4 separate regions of the Mus musculus genome follow, and all the other regions are linked to region 1. Evidence: chromatin contacts called from public promoter capture Hi-C data. All regions are on one chromosome and are shown on one strand. The core of a region is the stretch at or near the end of the contact, and the rest is flanking DNA. Distances in the headings are between cores, read along the strand shown.

What was found. Promoter capture Hi-C pulls out the DNA fragments that hold promoters and counts their contacts.
Region 2: a promoter capture Hi-C map of liver shows a contact between it and region 1, with 2.4 times the contacts expected there. The contact joins the enhancer-like site here to the promoter of Ccr2 in region 1. A contact is called at or near these places in 11 of 39 promoter capture datasets (3T3-L1-derived adipocytes, the C10 cell line, the HPC-7 cell line and 8 more), 1 of 484 Hi-C or Micro-C datasets (transition II germ cells), 5 of 115 datasets of contacts at active chromatin or transcription factors (the HPC-7 cell line, bone marrow-derived macrophages, embryonic stem cells and 1 more) and 2 of 9 other capture datasets (adipose tissue and liver).
Region 3: a contact with region 1 is called in a promoter capture Hi-C map of the HPC-7 cell line. The contact joins the enhancer-like site here to the promoter of Ccr2 in region 1. A contact is called at or near these places in 20 of 39 promoter capture datasets (the 3T3-L1 cell line, 3T3-L1-derived adipocytes, the C10 cell line and 13 more), 1 of 15 datasets of contacts at CTCF or cohesin (CD8 T cells), 7 of 484 Hi-C or Micro-C datasets (CD8 central memory T cells, arterial endothelial cells, bone marrow-derived macrophages and 4 more), 5 of 115 datasets of contacts at active chromatin or transcription factors (CD8 T cells, the HPC-7 cell line, embryonic stem cells and 2 more) and 3 of 9 other capture datasets (adipose tissue, liver and pancreatic islet).
Region 4: a promoter capture Hi-C map of the HPC-7 cell line shows a contact between it and region 1. The contact joins the promoter of Ccr1 here to the promoter of Ccr2 in region 1. A contact is called at or near these places in 22 of 39 promoter capture datasets (the 3T3-L1 cell line, the C10 cell line, the HPC-7 cell line and 15 more), 1 of 15 datasets of contacts at CTCF or cohesin (CD8 T cells), 3 of 484 Hi-C or Micro-C datasets (bone marrow-derived macrophages, embryonic stem cells and nephron progenitors), 6 of 115 datasets of contacts at active chromatin or transcription factors (the 230-238 cell line, CD8 T cells, the HPC-7 cell line and 3 more) and 4 of 9 other capture datasets (adipose tissue, embryonic stem cells, liver and 1 more).

Annotation. Positions count from the first base shown.
Region 1 is chr9:124,099,071-124,104,926 of GRCm38.p6, forward strand. It overlaps Ccr2 (chemokine (C-C motif) receptor 2), which reads left to right and starts at 3,113. Exons shown (of 3, transcript NM_009915.2): 1 at 3,113-3,137; 2 at 4,885-4,981.
Region 2 is chr9:124,270,765-124,276,620 of GRCm38.p6, forward strand. It overlaps Gm39469 (zinc finger protein 431-like), which reads right to left. Exons shown (of 5, transcript XM_011249869.2): 2 at 606-732; 3 at 362-422. Among named protein-coding and RNA genes, the nearest start is that of Gm39469, 9.7 kb to the right of the region's middle. Within about 2 kb of position 2,572, at least 17 of the 459 cell types and tissues checked have an H3K27ac peak or open chromatin away from gene starts, as enhancers often do. A contact at or near this core is called in liver, where this site is marked.
Region 3 is chr9:123,937,831-123,943,686 of GRCm38.p6, forward strand. No RefSeq gene overlaps it. Among named protein-coding and RNA genes, the nearest start is that of Gm51701, 16 kb to the left of the region's middle. Within about 2 kb of position 3,746, at least 117 of the 459 cell types and tissues checked have an H3K27ac peak or open chromatin away from gene starts, as enhancers often do. A contact at or near this core is called in CD8 T cells, CD8 central memory T cells, the HPC-7 cell line and 6 more, where this site is marked.
Region 4 is chr9:123,965,737-123,971,592 of GRCm38.p6, forward strand. It overlaps Ccr1 (chemokine (C-C motif) receptor 1), which reads right to left and starts at 2,956. Exons shown (of 2, transcript NM_009912.4): 1 at 2,559-2,956.

The sequences.
Region 1 (5,856 bases), core at 1,863-4,362:
TTGCCTTCCACATTCTTGTCCCCTTCTCTCCCTACCACATGTTTATGGTTCCTTCAAAATCATCACCATTTGACTTGAACTTCAACTAGATGTGGTTAACCAGGGTCCATATCATTATTTTCATCACCTGCTGCCTAACCAGAGTTATGCTAGTAATGTCTACCAATTAGAATCTCTGCCACATCCAGGGCTGGATGTTTTTTATCATGCAGCTGTACCCACAAAGAGTGCATTCTAGATTTTGCAATTCCTCCTGTAGCATCATGGCCCTCCATGCACCATGTCATAAACTACAGTGATGGCCATAAAACCAGACCCTAGTGGTTTTCACTTTTATGCTAGTTTTACTCATCATGACTCAAGGAAAGATGCAGTGGCATATGAATGTCATCTTTTCCCTCCCTACCTGTTGTTGCCTAACCCTGTCAAACAGTATATCGTACCCTATCAATGCTAAGTTTTCTTCCCAATGACAAGCTACTGATAAGACATCTATACTGAGCTCCAGATCTAGCACAGAGCATGAGAAATATGAAAGGACAAGGAATTAGTTCCTTAACATTGGTTTGCATAAGTCCTATTAAGTCACTTGACACTGTTTTTCATTTGCAAGTAAAAAAGTAAAGTTTCTGACTTCACATCTTTCATCTCAAAGTTTGTTTGAATGAAAGAAAGAGAAACATCTAATCTGCTACCTTTATATTAAACTTAATTGAAACTTAATTACTACTTGAATGATCTTTTTTTCTGATGTGTGTATATGTTCAGTGGGTGCATGTATGCATATGTGGGTGTTTACACCTTGTGTGTGTGCACATGGAGGTAAGAGGAAGATATCAGATGTCCTACCTTGTCTACATTATCCTCTTGAGACAGGGTCTTTTACTGAACCTGGAGCTAGGCTGACAACCAGCAAGCCCTAGCAATCTTTCAGTCACCATACCTCACTCTGCCAGGGTTGTATGACCATCACTAGCTTGTGGGCTGAATATTTGAATACAGATCATTACACTTGCTCAGAAAATGCTTTTTATCTGCTGAGCATTATCCCCAACCCCTCATTTCTATTTTTGATTATGTAGTCTTGTCTATTCTTCGTTCATCTGGGCACTTTTCATGATCTTAGAAAAAAAATTCTTTACAAGAAACTGGAGTTGCTAGCCTTTCTTGTTTTGACTTTCTATGCCTGTTGTCTTGCTTTATTATTTGGAACAAAAGCTTTGAAAATTATGTATATTTTGTTATGGAGACAAAAACAAAGAAATTACAATAGAAAGACTGTTTTATCTATGTGTATCATATTAGTCCAGATCATGTGTGACTAAACTAATAAGGTGTAAAATCCTAGAACTCACTAGTTTATTTTAGTAGGTCACAGGAAGCACATCAACCATAAAAACCACAGTGAACCCAAAGCATCTCTGATGAAAAGAGGCAAGAACATTTGTGTTCTTAAAGTACCAACCGAAAAAAACCATCACAGAAGAGTAAGGAAGTGCCTTAGCATCAAAGTGCCTTCAAAGTATTGATAAGCCTTTCTTGTTTTGCTATCACTTCTCTGGACATGTTATGTCCACATTTTCATTTGGTTGTGTCTTGCCATACATGAGTTGCAGAGGATACCAACTTAACTTTGAATTTGAATGGTTTAACCTCCAACAGGATTCAAGTGAATCCTTTTAAGTCACTTGAGAGAACTTAACCTTCAGTTAACCTTCAGAATGATAACATGATTTTAAACATCTTGTATCCAGTGTCAGTCATCTTACAGCATTTGGGGGAGCACAAATGATTTTCATTTCATTGGTTTTCAGAAGACTTGAGACAATCGCTATTCTACTCCAGGCAATCTGAAGCGCCACAGCTATGCCTTTGATGTGATACTGCTTAGCTAGCATGTGTTTTGAACATAATGTTGTGAGGAGGTATCCTTTGTGGGTCATGCCAAGGTGTGTCCTGAAGAGATTATGCCATGAAACAGATCTTGTATAAAAAAAGGTTTACTGGAGGAGGGGAGAGAAGAGGAGAGGAAACTTAAAGAACCAGACAAGTGGATGTGTAGACAGGCAGACAGAGAAGAGAGAGAGTCATCGGGCAGAGAGAGGAGGTAGAGATGGGCAGAAAGGGGACACACGAAGAACACAGAGAGAGGAAACTCCAAGAACAGAAAAAGAGCTAGTGAGGTGGTTGGGTCCTTTCATCCACTGCACACCTGACAGCATCTAGATCCCTGAGAGCAGTCCACTGGAATTGCCTGTATAGTAACAGCAGGTATACCAGAGCTGTTAGGTGGTGATGTATTTTCTTTAAAGGATTCCCAAAGGCCACATCACACTAATCTTCCAGCCTAAAAATCCTGAAAAACGTGAACTCATTGCTGGCAGATAGATAAGAAGTTTTCAAACTCACACAAAGGGATCATTTCTGTTTTCCTTATGCAGATAAAGATTTTAAGGTGTAAATTCTCAAAATTTTGACCATTTGTATAGTGTGAGATGAAGGTGGTAAGAACATCTCGTGGTTTCCTAAGATCCACTCTCAGGTCCCAGTGTAAATCTTTCCTTCATTAGAAAGCTTTATTTAAGCGAGATTTGTAACCAGATTCCAATTCACAACACTTTGAAAGCAACACACAAGACTCAGTGAAACCTCTCTGCGCATTTTATTCATTATGACCTAAGGCCTCATTAGCATTTATTCTCTGGGTGTGATAGGTTCTATTGCACTTGGGTTATGCCAACTAACACAGAGAAGAGAACAGAGAGTGGAAAAGCTATGAAAGACTTATAAGACGAAGCCATGAGCTGAAATATACTGAAGCAGGGGTATAGGGCGTGGCTAACTCACACTCAGAATTGCATAAGCAAGATTTCAAAATTAATCCTGTAAAGACCTCAGCCCAACATATAACACTCCTGGCTGGAAAAGAAGAACTGTAGATCTTTGGGGTTTGTTTTTTTTTTTTTTTTTTGCTTTGTTTTGTTTTTCTTCAAATCTTTACCATCACTTGCTCTTTTATCTCCGCCTTCTCTTTCTGCAGGAAACTTTATTTCCTACTTCTGCATACCAGTTTGCACCTCCAGATCTGTTACTGAGAAGCCTGAGATAGCAGTGCCATCATAAAGGAGCCATACCTGGTGAGTTGTGATTTTTCCATGTCTTTATGCATCTCCAAGCTTGAGATGCAGGGCACTAGGGAGACAGCCTGAGGTATTGTACAGCCTGTGCACCTGAGGCAAAGATCAAGATTTGGGGAGAGAAGAGAATGTAATGTGCACCAAGAAACATTAGAAAGACCCTAGTGGCAGTGCGGAAATGAGGGTGTTGCTGGGTGGGACCATTCTTTTGGGATCAGGTGATAAAAGGGGACAATGAAGGAAGGAAAATCACTGTGCCTCATCATCTTCTAGACACTCACAGGATTACTCTGTCTCTCTTAGCATGCAGAGGGTTTACATTTCTAGAACCTTATACTGTGAAATCTTTTACCTGTAGTTCATCTATGCCTTCTAAATTGGCTCTTGTCTTTCCTCATGAGAACCACACAGACTGAAGATATCTATCTCTCTCTCTCTCTCTCTCTCCCTCTCTCTCTCTCTCTCTCTCTCTCTCTCTCTCTCTCTCTCTCTCCCATTATCTCTTTTGCTTTCTTTTGGGAGGCAGCTTCCCTACAGTCCTGGGTGATAGCTATGTCTTAATGCCCAAAGTGATGCTCAGGCCAGTACTTTCCAGACTGCTTGGTAGTAGGAACTAAGTGCTGACTATGTGCCATAGGGTTATATGAATTAGCATTTACCTAGAATTTTCCATAACAGCTGGAACTTTAGAACAGACCAGAACTTAGCACTGTGTAATCTTTAGGTACATGCACTTTCTTCCTTATTCTCATCAAAGATCTCATTTAGTTTTGGCAGTCTAGTGATAAGACTCAGTGATGTGACATGCAAGCTTCATTTGGCTATCACTTAAGGGATGCAAGAAGTACTGTGATATATAGGTGGATGAAAACAAATTTATAGCTGATATCAGGAAAAAGTAGTCTTAACAATCAAATCTAATGATGTTACATTTTATATCTTATAATTATTATAGACTTTTGTGCACTCTTTCAGTGAACCTTTACTGTTTACTCTTTTAGCCAGGTGAAATTATAAGAGTCAGAGATTAACAACATTGCCACTCCTTAACCTCAGCGGGGTGCATGGTATGTAGAAGATACCATGATAAGTGGTTACTTACATTTCACAAGAGCAGAGTGGTTTGTCAGAGGGTGCAGATTGGGCTTCACAAGAGAAGGGAAGTTTTAAGTAGGAGGTAGAATAAATAGGAACCATTTTAGGTCAAGAGACAAGAACAGAGTAAATCACTAAGGCATAAAGGAAGTGGTGAGTTTGGAGGAAATGGAGAGAAGACAGTTGTGGGTGTGCACAGGACTGGGAATGTGAGAGCAGGTCAACCACTGTGAAGTCCCACCACATCCAAGTCATGTGGCTATTGGGGGTTTCAGGATGAGGAGTACATATGCACTGTTAACTGTTGGGGCAGACAGAATGAGAGGGATGAGCTATGAGTGAAGGAGAGATCAATATGAAGTGGATAGCAGATGAGACAAGAAACTAGCAGCCCATAGAAGGCAACAAGGATGAATTTGAAAAGAATGTAGGGGTAGAATTCCTATGGCACAATTCTAACATAGAACATTCATCTGTAGCACATGATGAGCCTTCACCTCAGATGGACCTCACAGCAACTTAGGGAGTTTCTATACAGGAAAGCAGATGCTTGACTTTAAGTTACCCAGCTTTCATGTTAGAGGCAGGAGTTTTTTATTTTTGAAATCTCATTGATTATTTTATTTATTTTATATGTGTGTGTCTGCACCAGTAAATGCCATGCAAGTTCAGCTGCCTGCAAAGACCAGAAGAGGGCATTGGATTCACCACATGTGCTAAGAATTGAACTTGAATCATCTGCAAAAACAGTAGGTACTCTTAACTGCTGAATCATCTGTCTAGTTATCTAATTTGGAGGCAGGTTTTGAAACTAATCTTGTTGGTTCTGACAAACAGCCTTTAATTTTCTGAAGAGGAATTATTTGGAATAATACTAGAGTTTTCTTATAAAAATGTACTGGATGATAATAACTAAGATGAAGTTCTCATAATTTGGTCAGCAAGATGGTTCCTGTGTTAAAGTACTTGCCGTGAAAACCTAGTCACCTGAGTTCAAATCCCTGTAGCTTATATAGGAGGGAAAGAGCAAATTATCTTCTGACCTCCAAACACTTACAGCAGTGTATGTGTGTACCCCTCATGTATAAGTCATAGCAGATGCTAGTTAAATATTGACCATGTAGACAAATTCATGATGAGATACCATGAAATGTGAAAAATTAAACTCTGGTGTTTCAGAGAAGGTGGGACTTGAACATAGAGCCTTGGAAAACATAAGCATATAGGAGAGTAAAAATCCTGAGATCAGCTGATATAATTCAGATAAAAATCTGAATTAGAAGAATTTTGAAGCAAGAATAAAAAGAAAAAAAGGCAAAAGTTGGCAAAAGCCAAATACAGTGCCTTGAGGTTTTATGAAGTTTGCAGGGATATGTCACAGAAATATTAATAAGCAGCCACGTAGGTGTCTTTCTAGAAGCTAAAAGCAATATTTTTAAGATTTATCTGTTTTTTTATTTTGTGTAAGTATCTGTGCCTTAAGTCACATATAGTTTATGTGACTTAAGTGTGTGCAGGTGCCAATGGAGTTCAAAAAGTGATAGATCCACTAAAACTGGAATTACAGGTGGTTATGAGCTCCCTGCTGTGGGTATAGGAAATCAACTTGGGTTCTATGCAAGAA
Region 2 (5,856 bases), core at 1,322-3,821, 170 kb after region 1:
AGAACATATCCTTATCACCTATTCAATATATTTATATAGATGTAGATATGTATTTTGCAGTATGTGAGTGGTATGAGACTAAATAAATTGGCAGTTTTACAAAGTAGCTGTAACATGGCTATGATGCAAATGGTAATAATATCTGTTAAGGCATTGTTTCGTTGTCTTCTTTCTTAGAGGGATGCCTTGCAAACACAAATCAGACACCTGACATTGAGGTACATGGATTTGTGAGAATTTAATAAGCCATACACTTAAAGAAGTGTTTTTTTTTTTATATTGTTGCTTTTCTTTAAAAATTTAAGGACACATTAACATTCCTTCAGAGGCATATCCATACCAACTTGCACATGAAAATTACCTTCCATGTCTTCTGGAACTTTGACAATGTTCTTCAATATTATGATCTTCCCAGTTGTAGCCTAAAATATATTTTAAGAAAATATATGATATATTATTGGAAATTAGGCAAAATTTAAGTTACTATCTTTACTGTACCTGATTTATTCACTTAATTCTTTCTCATTCTCAACTGAAATTGCAGAAAAGCATTAGTAACAGTTTTTCCATTATTTTAAAAAGTGAAGGAAAATCCACTATCTTACCTATAGCAGTGAGGTTCTTGTAGGTCTCCAGCATCACCTCTTTGTAGAGACTCTTCTGTGAAGGATCCAGCAAAGCCCATTCTTCTTGAGTGAAATTCACATGCACATCATCATAGGTTACTGCATCCTAAAATATCCCATACATGTGTATAACAGAAACCATAATAACAACATGACTGTAAACATAAGCTTCATTGACAATATATATGTATAATTTTGGTGCTTCTCCGACTTAATTCTTGACCTAGAAGTCATCTTAGAAAGAAACTGAATAATAAGATTCATCTCTGTCATTTCTTTGCTCTTTGAATAGGATATAAACTTACAACAGAAATGCTAACATTGGGGTGTGTGTGTGTGTGTGTGTGTGTGTGTGGGTGTGTGAGAGAGAGAGAGAGAGAGAGAGAGAGAGAGAGGGAGGGAGGGGGGGGGAGAGAAGCAAACAGTACTACACACATCAGAGAAATTGTATGAAAATTACTACATACAAAAAAAAAAAAATGATGGGCAAGATGAGCATATTGGCTCCCAGCATTCAGGAAGCAGTGGCAGGTATATCTCATTGAGTTGGATGCCAGCCTGGTCTATCCAGAACAGCCAGAGGTATATATTAAGACCCTGTCTCTCCTGTAAAAATCAATCAAACAAACAAGAAAGAGAGAAAGAACTCAGAGGTTTTTACTGGAGTTCCTACAAAGAATGATACATTCACTCCAGTTCTATATTCATCTCTCAGAATACTGAAGTGCCCAAATTTAAACTATTAATCGTAATGAGATCTTACTAAAAGGGGATGCATCTTTAAACAGACACAAACAGACAGATGAAAATATTGGCAATGTAAATGTTGGTCCTAAACAAGCAACATAGGACAGGATAGATGGCTCAGCAGTGAAGAGCTCTTGATGGTATTGCAAATAATTGAGCTCAATTGCCAGTACTTACAAGGGGGATTCACAACTATCCATTACTCCAAGGGCAGGAATTCTGAAGCTATCTTCTGACTACTATGGGGACCAGGCATTACATTAAGTGGATATTCGTGCACACAGACAAAATACCCATATTCATTAAAAAGTCAAAACAAACACAACAAAAAGGAAGAGTGTTATCACCTAAAATCCAATGTCTCAGAAACCTCAGACAGTAAACCTCAGGCAGTATTAATGTCATGAATATATGCCATCCTGAGAAATAGAATATTCTCTCTGCCAAATTTCAAAGTTCACAACATGGATGAAAATAAATACAGCAGCGTATGGTTTGCACTTACAAAAACCTACATTACAAGTCCATCAGCAAATAATATAAAAACAAACAAACAAGCCAGGCATGCTGGTCAACATTTAATTCCAGCACTCTGGAGCTAGAGTCAGGAGGACCTTTAAGTTTGAGGCCCACATACTCTATACACCTATTTTCAGGATAGTCAGGGTGAGAAAAAAAAAAAAAAACTTTGTCTTCAAAAACAAAAACAGAAACATAACCAACAAAATTAAAAATTTAAAAACACCAGGTTTAGCACTGAATAATTATTTCAACTGTGTTTTATGTGATTTACAGGTAGAGTCTATAATGGTAAAGGCAAGACAATATGAGAAGGAACTGAGTGATCAGGTTCCACCATAACACAGTAGACACACACACACACACACACACACACACACACACACACACGAAATGGGTTGAGTCTATAGACACTTAAATCTCAACCCCAATAAGGAATCTAGAAAGGTTCCTCCTACAAAAGCTTCTATTGAGAGAACTGAGTCAGCCAGAGCCAGGCTGACTCCATGACAGGCTGCACACTGGCAGTTTGGGAGACTAGGCCTAAGTTTCTGTTTCCCAGAACTGGAAAAGTCCAAAATAGTCAATTCCAGGAAAACCACCCCTCACAGGCAGCCAATCAGAAGCTGCCAAGAGTTGCACCTGCCACCAGGCCTGAGCCAAGACTGAGCCAAGAATAGTTAATGAATAATGGTTCTGGAAAGTTCCCAAAATTCCCCCAGAACACTGACCAATCCCAAAGCCACCCATACCCCTGGAAATTGAGCCAACCAATCAGGATAAAGGTCAACTACTCCTCCCTGGTATTCCCCTAATTGGCTTTAAATTGAGCTTGCAAAATTTACATGTCTGTCTCCATCCTATTGAATAGTAGACCCCTGCATGCTAGAATTCTGCAGAATAAAATGATCTTTGTTTTTGCATGCTACTTGAGTCTGAGGTCTTCCTTCAATGATTCTTGTACCCTAACATTATAAGACCCCCAAAGAAAGCCAAAAAGAAGAGATAAGTGTTCAAAAATATCACCCTGTCTGGGAGCTTTTCTGATTCAATCAACTACATTCTGACCCTGGCCACTATAGGCTCATGGTCATCCATGATGAAAATGCATTCAGTTTAGCTTCAATGATCCTAATAGTCTGCAGCAGCCCATACACTCTTTGAATGTCCAAAGTCTCTTCTGACACTTAAGACAATCTCTTGATTGTCCCATCTTATAAAATCAGAAATCAAGCTATATCTTTCCAACATATAACAGAACAGAATATCCCTTCCCATTCCAATATAGAGGAATGTGTACATAATGAGGAAAGACTGGACTAAAGCCAGAAACACAGTAGGGCAAACAACAAATCCTGCAGACCTGCCTCAGACACATCGGGCCTCAGTTTTAAAAGGCTTAGATTGTCTCATCCCTGCAACCTCTCATGCACCTCTTGGATAGTTTTTTTCCATTCCCTGTATACACCTCTCCGTGGCAGGTGTCTCATAGCTTAGGTATCTCAACATCTTGTGGTCTCAAAATGCAACTCAGGTTTCATCCTCACAGGTTTCTGCAATGTACTCTCACAGTAACTTTCCTCACTCAGGCTCTAAGTCTGTCAAACATAGATGGCTGGAACAGTGCAGAACTGAAATCACAGAGGAAGAATCCATGACCTTAAATTTTGCATCTTTTTTTTCTTTTTTCTTTTCAATATCACTTTACTGGTAGTGTCTGGTTTAACATGAGGCACTTGACATGAAAGGGAACCCATGCCTAACACTGCCTGGATTTCTAGGACCCTTACAGAGACATAAATGGCAATCATGGAGCCAGCATGGATCTGTGCCAGGTGCTCTGCTAATATGTTATAGCTGTTAGCTTGGTGTTTTTGTGGGACTCCTAACAGTGGGAGAAGGTGTAACCCTGATTCTTTTGCTTGATCATGAGACACTTTTCCTCCTATCACGTTGCCTTGTTCAACCTCAATGTGAAGACTTTCACCTTGTCTTTTTCTATCTTGTGTTGTTATGTTTGACTGTTCTCTTTTGGATATCTGCTCCTTTCTGAAGAGGAAATGGGGATGGGGGGTTGGATCTTAGGGAGAAGAGGATAGGAAATGGTGGGGGTAGCTAGGAGAGTGTAGGTAGGGGAAACAGTGGTCAGGATATATTGTATGAGAGAAGAATCTATCTTCAATTAAAAACTTGATTCAAGCCGGGCATGGTGGCGCACGCCTTTAATCCCAGCACTCAGGAGGCAGAGGCAGGTGGATTTCTGAGTAGGAGGACAGCCTGGTCTACAGAGTGAGTTCCAGGACAGCCAGGGCTATATAGAGAAACCCTGTCTCAAAAAAACAAAAACCAAACCAAACCAAACCAAGCCAAACCAAACCAAAACAAAAACCCTTAATTCAACATTGCTTAAATGAAAATGCAAAGAAGAAGGGAAGCAATAATGAACAAAGAAAAGGGAAATAGTGAAGACAGGGACAGTATGACAGTGACAGATACAGTACTCATTCTGTTTTTGTAGACGGTGATCATTACACAGGAGGGTGAAAACATCATCTTGGAGGCTTACTTCCTCATTCTGATAACCTAGACCTAGTCCTGAAAGTTTCTAGCCTGGGTACAATCTTATCTAGGTCTAGAATGACTTACTTAACTGCTGAATAAACTCACCGTTTCTTTTTATTTCTGAACTCTAGCTGGCTGGTCAACTCAGCTGTTCTGGCTCAAAATCTCTTCATGCTAGCTGATTCAAACTAGTTTCTTTCACTTCTGACTGAATTGTTGTACTCAGCCTCAAAAGAACTCTAGCAGTCTATTCTTATTTTCTGGCTCCTCATTCTCTGGCTTGTCCTCTCTTCACCTCTGTCTAGCTTGTTCTCTCTTTAACCGGTCTCCATAAAACTCTTTTGGTAAAACTGCCTTCTCCTCTCACCCTCTGTGATGCTTTCTCTTATTCCTCTGTCTTTTCTTGAGAGTTGGATTTTTCATATTCTGTCAGATCTTTCTCTGACTCATCATTTTGTCAATAAGACGTCACTTTCAAACACGAGTGCTTACCTCTAAAACTAACTTTACCTTCATCGTTTGGTAGCAAAGTTGTGTACTAAGGGCTGAGCCACACCACAATTAGAAACAGCTTTTTTTTTTTTTTTAAGTATATTAGACAGTCTGGGGGTTCACAATGTGATCAAATAACCTGCAATACAAGCTCATTACAAGCTCACCTTGGGTCCAGTATATATTTGTGAAATCAGAAGTTTTGCTCTCAGCAATGTGAAATATATACCATTCAGGAAACAAAAGCTTATGTTAGCTTTCACTAGTTTGGAATGTGGAATTACAGAGATTTTTGCTCATTTCCTTCCAAAGGAATACTCTTGGTTGTTTCTAAGAAAAACTAATGTTTTAATAACTATTCAAATAGTAGAAATAAATATGTGATGTTATACAAAATTGCTACATTGATTATATTATACATTAAGCACAAGTAAACTGATGTATAAAAAATGTTAAATGTTTAAACACATTCTCCAAAGCAAAAATGAAAGTGTTACCATATAAGTTATTTAACCCAGAGAAAACAAAGAGGTAAGTCTGTTATCTAAAACTATTACAAACTATGTTTGTTCAACTGGAATTTATCGTCAGTATTTAAAATCAAACAAAATGGTCAGTGAGTTTTTACTTTTTCATGCAGTATGACTAATGGCGGAAAACTCTCATAACATCCAAATAAAGACATTTTCTGCATTTTTAGTGTATAACTGTTTGCCTCTCATCTCTATCATAACTCTTGCTACAAAAAGCTTGATATTTCATTTCTCTTCTCCACATAATGTTCTAAAAGAACATTAGACAAACCCTTTGGAGAAGATTGCTTCAGCTAGATTCTGTGCTTTCTGCCCCTTATTTTCTATGGCTACCTGTAATGTAGATAAGATGGCTGCAGCTCTCATATCCAACTGAC
Region 3 (5,856 bases), core at 2,496-4,995, 160 kb before region 1:
AACATAAAACTCCATTTTGGGTTATCAGTGGTTCTCAACATTCTTAATGCAGCAATCCTTTAATAGTACAATTCTTTATGTTGAAGTGACCCCCCCCAACATAAAATTATTTTGTTGCTACTTCATAACTGCAATTTTGCTACTGGTTTGAATTTAATGTTGATACGCAACTCCTGAAGGATCATGATCTGCAGGTTGAGAACTACTGGATTAGATGATTACTCTACAGGCCATGAAATTTGGTTCTGAGTCCTTGATGGTAAGTGCTATCTTCATATTTAGAGGACATTTCTTAGCCTGATGTGGTAGTTTTGCTGTGGTTATGACTTTCAACATATTTCCTGCTTTGCTTGCAAAACATTGACTGCTTACCTCTTTGTGGGAAGCCGTAGCCCCAAAGCTTGCAAGTTTCTTAAAGGTGCATCACTGTCCTTCAGTGTGTTGGGTCTAAGTATGTCAAAGTTAATATGAGTGTATTTTAGAGTAAATGATTATAATGCTGTTAGAGAAATATGAGGTGTGCAGCACCTCACAGCCTTGACTTTTCACCCTCTCAACAAATGAAAGTAGGACTTAGGTATTCACGTAGCCAGGGTGGTCTGGGTTGCATTATATTAGTGGTAATACTCACACTTGACAGAAATGCAGATTCAAATTTGTAAGCTGTTAGAACTGAACGGGGCCCAAGAACTCTAAACCTCATTCTGATGTATACACCTACACACAGAGGCACACACACAGAAGCATGGGCACATATGTTTATAGCTTATGGTTTTGGGGAACCTTTTGATTAGAACATTTATAACAGAAGAACACATCTTTATAACATTACAAATACTGTCCAGGTCTTGAATTGTATAATTTATTAAGTCTCAGCAATGTCCTAATCTGTGTTGAGGTTGATTGTTTATCTGTACTGCTATTTCTTTTTGATGCCTTTCTAGTCTGGGCTAATTATTTTTCTCTTTTAATAAATTCTTTTTGTACAATATATTTTGCTCACATTCTTTCCTCTTCCATAAATCCTCCCAGATCTTCCTCACCTCCCTACCCATCCAACTCCATGTTTTTTTTTTTAAACAAACCTCCAAACAAACAAAAACCAGTAAGTCAAAAAATTACCAAACCAAAACAACCAAGCAAACAGAAAACAAAAAGTGCATAAAAAATATGCAGTCCATTTTTGTGTTAGCCAACTACTCCTGGACATGGAGCCTGCCTTGGAGTGTGGTTGATATACCCAGTGATAGTCCATTAGAGAAAACTAATTTTACCTTTCTCAGAAGCTATCATTTTCAAATAGTTTCTTAGTTGGGGATGGGACTATGTGCCTATTTCTCCTTCTTGGTGGAATTTTCTTTGGTTTGAATTTGTGCATGTTTTGTGTATGGAGTCATAGTCTCTGTGCGTTAGCCCTGTATGTATTAGCCATGTTGTGTCCTTTTAAGCTTGCATATCTACTTCATTTAGGGGTAGTATATCATCAAAATTTTTATCTTCAAAAAGAAATGCAAGGGAGTCTATTCATTGAATTTTTTTGAGTGCCAGATAAGTATTTTTTTCTCTTCCATATTGGACTGATAGCTAGGTAAGACTTCAGATAACATCCTCTTGTAAAAGTGAAGGCTCCCTGGTCATCAAGACTTGGGTACACCTGACAAGTATTTCTCTGTGTAGCCCTGACTATCTATCTGCTATCTATCTACTAACCTATCTACTAATCTATCTACTAATTTATCTATCTACTAATCCATCATCTATCTATCTATCTATCTATCTATCTATCTATCTATCTATCTATCTATCATCTATCTATCTATCTCATCATCTATCTCTTTATCTCTATCTTCATCATCTCTGTCTACTAGAACTTTGTTGGTGTAGTTTCTCACATTCTTAAGAGACAGCATCTTATAGTAAAATCACTGTTCCTCTGCATCTTTCTGATCCCTCTTCTGCAATGATCTCTGAGTCTTAGGGTCAGGAATTGTACTGTAGATGTATCAGTTGATACTGGGCTCCACAACTCTGCATTTTAATTGTTTTTTTTTTTTATTTTCTGTAATGATCTCCTTTTGTTGCAAAAAGAAGTTTCCTTTGTGAGAGGTGAGGACTACACTTGTGTGTAGAAGGACAAATATTTTTAATATTAGGGATTATGCTGGTTTAGTAAGGTTGCAGTTGTAGGTTTTCCTTTGAGATCCATGGCTTCAGCATCCCTGGGTAGTTGGCTAGTTTTTCAGTATCAACTATGACTTCTCTACTGTTATAAAGAGTTATTGGTTATTGTCAACGTGTGTGTGCTAAATTTTCTATTTTTAATGTGTGCTCTCTTTGAATGATATGATGTGATGTGATGTGTTGTGTGTAGGTCAAAGAATAACTGGCAAGAGTCTTTCACCATAGAATTTGAACTTAGGTCATCAGACTTGATGGCTGGGAGGAAACCCTGCTACTAAGGTTGAAGTCTGATGTTACTGGAAAGCCCCGAGCTTGGTGCAAAATGACACTCCCTTTGTCATCAGGGCTTCCTCTTCTCTACCTGGGAGATTCCAGACCCCACATTGACTACCTGAGGAATGTCATGTAATCCTTCACCTGAGACTTCTGGAATGACTCTCCATGTTAACTGAGTCATCTCAGTAGCCTTAGCCTTCAGCCAATGAAATTTGCCCACTTTGGACATTCTCATCCCCTTTCCCTAAAACTATATAACCTTTGGTTCACCCTGAATAAAGTGTAAGTGTATAAGCCCACCCTGAATGAAGGTATATGCACAAGCTAAAATTGTCTCAGAGAGCTGTTTCATTGAAGATCCTCAGAGAAGCCCCCCTACCCTCCACTGATTCCCAGCTGGACTAAGATCCTGCCAATTCCAGACTCCACTTCATCCTTCCAGCCTTGTGTGCAGCAGCATCTGGATACCCTGAGAGGAAGAAAGCAGAGGAAGTGAAGCACAAAGTAAGGTCAAAGTTTATCATGACTGGATGGCTTATCTGAGCTTGGTGAAAAATGGAGAACTTCCTTTACCAGTAGGGCTTCCCCTTCCCTGACTTTGTCTGGGTATCCCCACAGCCTCTACCTTGGGAAGATGAAGTAGTCCCTGGCAGACTTACAAACTCCCCAGCTCCCATAAAAACTTGCCAAGCACATACCTGGGTTTCCTGGAATGCCTCTCCATACAAATGAGGCATTCACAGAACTTTAAACTCTAGCCAGTGATTTTCATTTACCCTAAAAAACTGCCTTCCCACTCTCCAAAGTCCATATATACCCCCTGGTTCACCTCAAATAAGGTGCATGTGTACAAATCTGCCCCGCGTAAAGGTATGCACACAAGCTAAGAGTTGTTTAATTGAAGATTGTCAGAGAAGGCCTTTGTCTAAAAGGCCTGTAACTTTTAAGATCCTAGAACAGCCTCACCCTGTGTCCCACCCCGTCACTCCCAACCAGACTGGGATCCTGTAGAACTCCATCCTTCATTGAAGATCCTCAGAGAAGCTCCCTACCCCCGACTGATGCCCAGCTGGACTAAGATCCTGCCAATTCCAGACTCCACTTCATCCTTCCAGCCTAGTTTGCAGCAGAATATGAACACCCTGAGAGGGAGGAAGTGGAGGATACAAAACCACAGCTGGACCCTGAAACACATACCACTGATGGCAAAGTGCCACACTCTTCAGAATCTGTTCCCTCAGTTTCCTGTCTACATTTTCCATCCTACTTGCTATCTACAGTGTCTGGGGAAAGCAGTTGATGATGCTAGTAATAGTCTAGTTCTGCTTTTGACTGCACTCTGCAAAGCAAGGCATGACGCCTTTTTGGTTCTTGGTTTGGGCTTCTGAAAGAGTGTTGACTTCTTATCCCTCCTCTCCCTTCTCCCCTTCTTTCTCTTTCTTTCATTAAATGTTTTCTTTTGTTGGAGACAAGAGCTCAAGTACAAGTCGCTCAGCTGAGCTTGAGCTAACTATGTAGTTGGGATGATCTGCCTGCCTTTACCTCTGGAGTCCTTTATGACTGACCCTGCCTCCTTAGTATGGCGATTACAGGCCTGTAATACCAAATTTAGTATTTTTTAAAAAAGAATTATATTGTCTTCCATGGTGTTTTTAAATCTTCATTTTTTCAAAGTTTGTTTTATATTAAAGTTTATTTCATGGTAAAATATAAATTGTTAGTTAGTGACAGTCTCTGCTGCTTCTGTGCGTGTGTGTGTGTGGTTTTTTTTTTTTTTTTTGAATCTTGCTCTCCGCTTTGTGTTATTCTTCAAGCATCTGCTGCCAACCTGCCTCTTGCTCTTGGTTGGAGGTTCTGGAACTGTCTATCTTTAGGCATGTTTCCTTGGCTCAGGTCACTCTTGCCTCATAGTCACTTGTGATTTGAAATGAGAAAGGGGATGTTGTTGCCATCCTCTGTGGTTTGCAGAAGCTTACTGAAAATGTTTGCAGTTTTTCTGTTACTGGAAGTAAGTGTTTTACTATAGCCTAGGTATCAAGAAGAGTCTCCAGTAAGGGGATTCTGAGCCCATGAGAAAAGATCCCAAAGCTTGGCTAGTGTGGGTCTCACATATGGCAAAGCATTTCTCATGCTCGAGTGCTTGAGACTACCTGTCCAGAGATGTTGCCAAAGCATACTTGGAACATTCTAGAACCACCTACCTCCTGCCTTTCTGAGCAAGATGGTCCTTAGGACAGCAGTCCTCCATCTTATCTTCTGAAGATCAGTGCCTTGCCTGATCCCAGGTGATTCCTTCTGGTATCTGAATGGTGGTAATTTTCCACAGACCCAGGACACAGACTCATACCTTAATCACTGCTTTTATCTCATTATCATGTGCTAGGGTAAATTTAAAACAGTAAAATTTCCAGTGTACAAATGGAAAGAAAGGCATCTTCCCTTTTCCTTTCTTGGAACATTCCCCTGGGAAGTCAGGAATTCTTCTGTTAGCCCACTGACTTGTCCTTAAATATTCGTAAAAGCTAAGAGGCTTTTTTTGCCATCTGGTATGCTTTCAGGGTTTGGGAGTCATTATCTTTGAAAGGTAAACCCATAAGGAGGTAGGTCCGAATCACCCTGTGACCATGGGAATTTAGCCTAGGTCTCTTGTTCCCGGCTGTCAAAGATGGAAATGATGCTGTGCTGGCTCTGAGCACAGAGGCAAGCATCATGCCTCTGTATTCTTGGAATCTAACAGCCACCTTGTCGACAAGGTCAAATAAGCCTGCAAGATGGTAACTAAGATGTCTATTGCCCCACCAATAGTCAGCCTCACTTAACCTGAGACTAGATGGTGCTTCATGAGTGGGTTCAGCGAAAGACCACAGAACTGCTTGCCCAGTTAAGCTTGGCTCACATGATGAACTTTATAACTGTTAATGATAATAATTAATTGAGCTTTAAACCATTAGCTTTAAGTTGGCTTATTAGGCAATGATTTGAAGCTATGTCTTGTTAAAGAGCACCCTTCCTGTCTTGAGATCATAGAGGGTCATCTATATCCTCACACTTTCACCATTTTGCCTTCATGTTTAAATATATAGTCAATCTGAAATTAATGTGTATTACAAATTCAGACCTAGTAGATATCTGTTAATATTTCCGGTAGTGTTAGATGTGTGAAACATTGTATAATTACCATTAAAATTATTTTTATATAATTAATATAGGAAAGTTGGAGAAATGCAATAAAATAAAATAGAATTTCATCCATTATAAGTCAGCAGGAACCAGTTATAGTGTGAGGTATTTCTGGTCTTTTAGTAAAACAGAAATGAAGCTGTCTGTTTTCCATTTTTATCACTTGGCATTGTATTGTATGAGTTTCTCCACACTTTTTAAACTCTCCAAAAATTTTGA
Region 4 (5,856 bases), core at 1,706-4,205, 130 kb before region 1:
GTACATGAATTATTTCCAGTTAACTTTTTGAAGAATCCCTCAAGAGGGGAAATATGAGCTTTGTTGTAACATAATAGCAGTGTGACCTTAGATAATCAATCTGCTTTTTTAGTCTAAGTTCCCCATCTGGAACAGGGGAGATTAATGAATGCTTACCTTGAAAAGATGCTATGAAGCAATGTGAAAAATAACCCTCTACCCACAGACAGTGACTATCAGAGACCCGGCTGTCACACAGTGGTCCTGTTCTAACACCTGCCATTAGCAGAAGTTCTGACCACAATGTCTGTATTCCTTCTTTCCTTACTGGGTTTCTTCATAGGTAACATAGAAAGTGATTTTTCTTGATTGTCAATGACAGTTCTTCCATGTGAATCATGCTATAAAATCTCTAGAAAGCTTGTCTCACAGAAATGGAAAGTCAAGTAGTGGTTACAGACAGAGTCTTGAATAGAGTTTGGAAGAAGGGTGGAGAGAGTTTGGAAGGAGAGAGGACAATAAACAGGACAGGGCTGAAACTGGACAGCATGACTCTTCTCATGCTCTATAGCACAGCAAGGTGACTATGGTTGATAAGATATATTTGAATATTTCCAAACAGCTAAGGCAGATTTCTGAGGTACCCAGGGTTGACTTCCCATTACTCTGCCCTTGTACTGAAATGTCCCCTGCATATCTTTAAATATGCAGAAGTGGCACATGTGAAATAAAACCTAATTGTAAAATAAAGGAAAATGTTCAGTATGTTGCTATTGATCAGAGTTGTAGTATTTGACTCAAATACCTTTCAGCTAATTATGCTGCACCTGCACCATCAATCTGTGATCACCCTGGGCTTCTGTGCTATCCCTTCTGGGCTCTTTAGTAAATGTTTCCTGATTACAAAGACTGTTCTGGAGCAGTGGTCTTTGAACATTAAGGCACATTGGAAAAGGAGGAAATATTCTGCTGAAGTGTCAAGAGGGGTCCCTTCATTTCCTATCAGCTCTGTTCCTGTGTTTACTCCTCCATGTCTTCCCTGTCAGCTCTCACTGGGGAAACTTGGGTGGCAGTCAGGAATGATTGAGGCAGAGATTTCTACTTCCTGCTGTTCATGCTAGTGCTGAAGAAGGCAGACATTCAGCTTGGCACCCAGGATTCCTAGATAGCTGACAGCTCTAGTACAGAGTCAACTGAAGTTGGGGAGCAATATCATGTGGGGCAAGGTGATCCTCAGGAGCCCAGTTCCTGTGGAACTCTAGCCAAAGTGAAGTCAGGCTGAGTTCAGCACTGTCAGGTGCTGTGTTCCACAGCCACCTGCCTACTGAGAAACCTCAGCGCTATCTGTTCTCTCTAAACTTTCAGGTTGTAGCAGTTGCGGGGCACACCGCTGCTAAGGAGACATGACCTGGGCTGTGATTGGAGGAGAAAGCAAAGGCCCATTTTGCCATTGACCTTCCCAGGCCTGTGAATAGTTTCTTGTAGAAGTCTGCCCCAGGTGCCTTGCACAGTGCTCATGTAGATCCCCATAGCCTGGACTCTACTAGTGTCCTGTAGCCTGCTCATTTGTGAAGTGTCTGGGAAGAGATGATAAGAAGTATCCAGGCCCAAGGGGAAGCCAGATGATTATTGTGGCTCAAAGAGTCAGTTGTGTGCATCTGTTCACTCTGCACACATGTCAACTTGCAAGTTTCTACCATAGATATCAACAAATAGTACCAACCATGGTTTTCGTTTTTAGGGAGAGGCCAGTATTGTTCACTTTCTAGCATTTTACTACTTAGGCCTTCCTCACTGAATAACCCAGTCCTGTCTCTCATGCATCCTAATGCAAGGCCATTGCTACATAATTCCTTCAGTATCCTAGAGCTTCTTGCTATTTGTTGTACAGAGGCAAACTGTCTATGAAAATCTAAGGGTTTCTTGTTCTTTGAAAATTTATAGTTGTCCCTTCTCTCTCCAACTCATGAAATTAAAGCAAAATAGGTATTTGTTAGTGTCAGTCCTACACATCTCTTTTCATCATAAAACCAACATACACCATGTTAGAATACAACAATTGCAGTCTAAAATTCCATCTACTTGCTACTTCTTGAGGGTGAATTTTCTCCTTCTCCAAGACAGTAGTCCCATTTTTGTAATTTTAGTTTTACTCTTAAGAAATTGGTTCAGAATTTTGTCACTCTTGCATTTGCAATGATTTTTCTTACTAACATATAGTCTCTTGTTACCATTTCTTTATATGTTGCATTTTGTTGCTATTTGGCGAAGTTTCATAAAGACAACTATAAAAATAACTTTCCACGAAGGCATTTCTTGTCTCTTTATGCTGGTTTACTCTCTTAATTAATCATCGATAACAAATTCCTCAATATCACTGAGCATCCAGCCTTAATAATACGTCCAGCATTGTCATCATTTCCCAAGTATTAACTGCTTTACAGATGCAACAATGGGCTACATAGGCTCCATCTGGTTCTCAAAGCATTATCCAATGTTGAAGATCCCAGAACTGCACTCATAACTTAAGATTGCCTTTCACAGTACCTGGCGGCATAGAAATGACAAACATCACTTACTGTGTTTCCAGAGTATTTTGTCCACACAGACTTTGTTTCTGGGCCTTTGAGGATCTTTATGAATTCAAGGTTCAAGGTCCCAACCTAGTAGGAAGTTCTTGGCTTCCTGTATGATGATGGAGATTAGACTCTGGTTTTATAGTCTTTCAGAATGACAAGAATGGTGTAAAGTTCTTCTTTTTTATGGTTGGCTGCCTATGAAGCACTACAGTGCTCACCAGTGGCCAATTCCTGGGGTCCAAGTTCACTAAAGTGTTCTGTCTTTCCTCTCTGCTCCAGTTCCAGTAAAGTTCCAGTCTTCTCAGAGGTAGCTCTGCCCTACAAGAATTGTGTAGGGAGGGGTTGGATGGAGTTGAGTTGAACTCTGTGTGTGACAATGAGCTGTTCCTAGGACTCATGGAGCAATTGATGTGTGTGGGCGTGTAAATGTAGGGCTAGTCATAGAGTTCTTGTGGTCAGTGAGGAGCCTCCCCCTTCTAAAGATTGCAAATGGAAAGGTCTAAACCAGAACTCATATCCTGTTCCTCAAAATCATCTGGCTAATGAATGAGGACCTCCAGAGGCATCCCCTCTCTTTGGAGATCTATATCTAAGTTATTTCTATTTGTACTCTAACTGCTCCACATACCTTTCTTCTGCTCCCAAATCCTTTCCCCACCAACCCTCAAGGAATGTTTTTCTCTCATGATATCTGGCACGAGAGAGCACAATACAGGCTGTTTTCCCTTGTTTTTCTGATATGAATGGTGTGTATGCTTTTAATAATCAGCATTAAACAGGCAGAGGCAGGAGGATTTCTGTGAGCTCCAGGACAGCCTGGTCTTCCTAGTGAGTTCCAGGACAGTCAGGACTACATAGTAACCCTTGTCTCAAAAACAAGAAGAAGAACAACAACAACAAAAAACAAATAAAGAAATCATACAAAAAAACCCCATCGACTATTTTCAGGGTAATATGGCTGTAGATTCCCCTTTCCTTCTTGATACTTTTGGTTTATGTATGCACTGGCCAGACATGGTCACATGAGTGCAGAGCCCAACACCTTTCTACACCTCTTTGAGTCTTGGGTCTAATACTGTCCACTTTGGCTAATGGCAGGTGCATGAGGTAGAAGAGAATATGAAGAATATCAGAGGGTCTGGCTCAATAAAAAAGAAGCCAGAAATACATATTGGGAAAAAGACAGCATCTTCAACAAATGATTCTAGTCAAACTGAATGACTGCATGTAGAAAACTGCAAATAGATCCATACTTATCACCCTGTATAAAACTCAACTTCAAATATTTCTAAGACCTCAACATCAGGCCAGATACACTGTGATAGAAATGTGGGAAATAGGTTGAACTCACTGGCACAGGAAAAAACTTTCTGAACAGAAGGTGATAGCACAGGTACTAAGAACAACATGCTGCTGAGTATGTGAGTAAGGGGAACTCTCATCCATTGCTGGTGGAAGGGCAAAAACTTGTACAACCACAGTGAAAATCAGTGTGGTGGTTTCTCAGGAAGCTGGGAATCAGTCTATCTCAAGATTCAACTATTCCACTCTCGGGCATATATCTAAAGAACTCTTCATCATATTATAGAGACACTTGCTCAACCATGTTCATTACTGCTCTATTCATAATAGTCAGAAATAGAAACAACTTAGATGTTCATCAACAAATAAATGGATAAGGAAATGTGATAAATTTACACAATAGAATATTGTACAAATCAGCCATTAAAAATGAAAATTTCAGACAGAAGGAGCTAGAAAAAAATCAGCCTGAGTGAGGTAACACAGGCACACAAAGACAAATATAGTAGGTATTCAGGTAGATGAGAATTTAGCTGTTAAATCATTGATAATCAGGCTATAATCCATATAACCAAAGAGGTTTGTATAGAGTAAGGGAGTATGGGAAAGGGATGGATTACTCTAGGAAGGGGAAATATAATGGACAGGTATGGATGGATGAGGGCTGGGCTGGAATAGGAGGATCAAATGTGGAGGGGGGAGGGAAGAGGGAATTGAGGAGTGATATGGGGATGGACATCAACAGCTAAGGGTTATTTGGGAGGCCATATGGAAACCTAATATAGTAGAATTTCCCCAAAATATATACACATATTAAGTTGATCTAAATAAAATTGCCAAATAACGGGAAGACAGAATCCCAGATGTACATCTCTTATCACCAAATGAAGCTTCCAGTACCTGGAAAGGTTTACATATAATTGAGTTGTTGACTAAAGGGGTCTCATGGAAACTCCCAAATAGCCCAGTCTATTCCCAAGGTTATTGGCTGCTCTCTACCAACTGTCAGGAAGACTCTATTTCTCAAGACCACACCTACACAACTCATTGAATATGGCTGGAGTCTACCTAAATGGACTATCTCAATGGACTGATACACCACAATGTTCATAATACTGGAAGGTACCCTGCAAGGTAAAAAACAACATGCTACAAACCTTTCGATTTGCAATGGTGATGTGCCTGCAAGATCAATGGTGGTTGATTACTTGTGGGAGTACCCAACCAAGATGTGGTTTAATTTAAGGCTTACTCCACAACCCATACCTGACTTTGCTCTGGTGGTTAAGAACCTGAAACTAAATAGGCCCAGGATCTAGGGGAAAACAAAATACTAATGTTTTGCCAAAGTAGTGGTTCTCAACCTGTGAGCGCTTTGGGTTTGAATGACCCTTTGACAGGGGATGCATATTAGATATCCTGTATATCCAGTATTTACATTGCAATTCACAAAAGTAGCAAAATTACAGTTATGAAATAGCAATGAAATAATTTTGTGGGCTAGGGGGTCACCACAACATAAGGAATTGTATTAAAAAGTAACAGCATTAGAAAATGGAGAACCACTATGCTAAGGGAACATAGCAAAGTGACTTCTATTGACATTTTGCTATACTTATAGATCTGTACTCAGCAATCTTCAGAGAAACTCCCTCTTGCACCAGATGGGAATAGACAGATCATGTGCAGAAAGTGGGAAATCCTAGAACACTCGGCCCTGAATGGGATGTTTTCACCAACTCCTTCTCCTCAGGGCTCAGGGAATTCTGCAGAAGAGGAAGCAGAAAGAGTGTCAGAGCCAAGGAGATGGAAGACCACAAGTAAACAAAGCTAGAACCACAGAATGACCAACACACATATGAACTTACAGAGACTGTAGTTACATGTACAGAACCTGCAGGGATCTTTGCCAGATGTGGTCCTAGAGGTGAAAGGTGAAGTAGACACATGACCCCACTTCTAATCCAGAAGCTGTCTCCAATTGATAACCACTTGA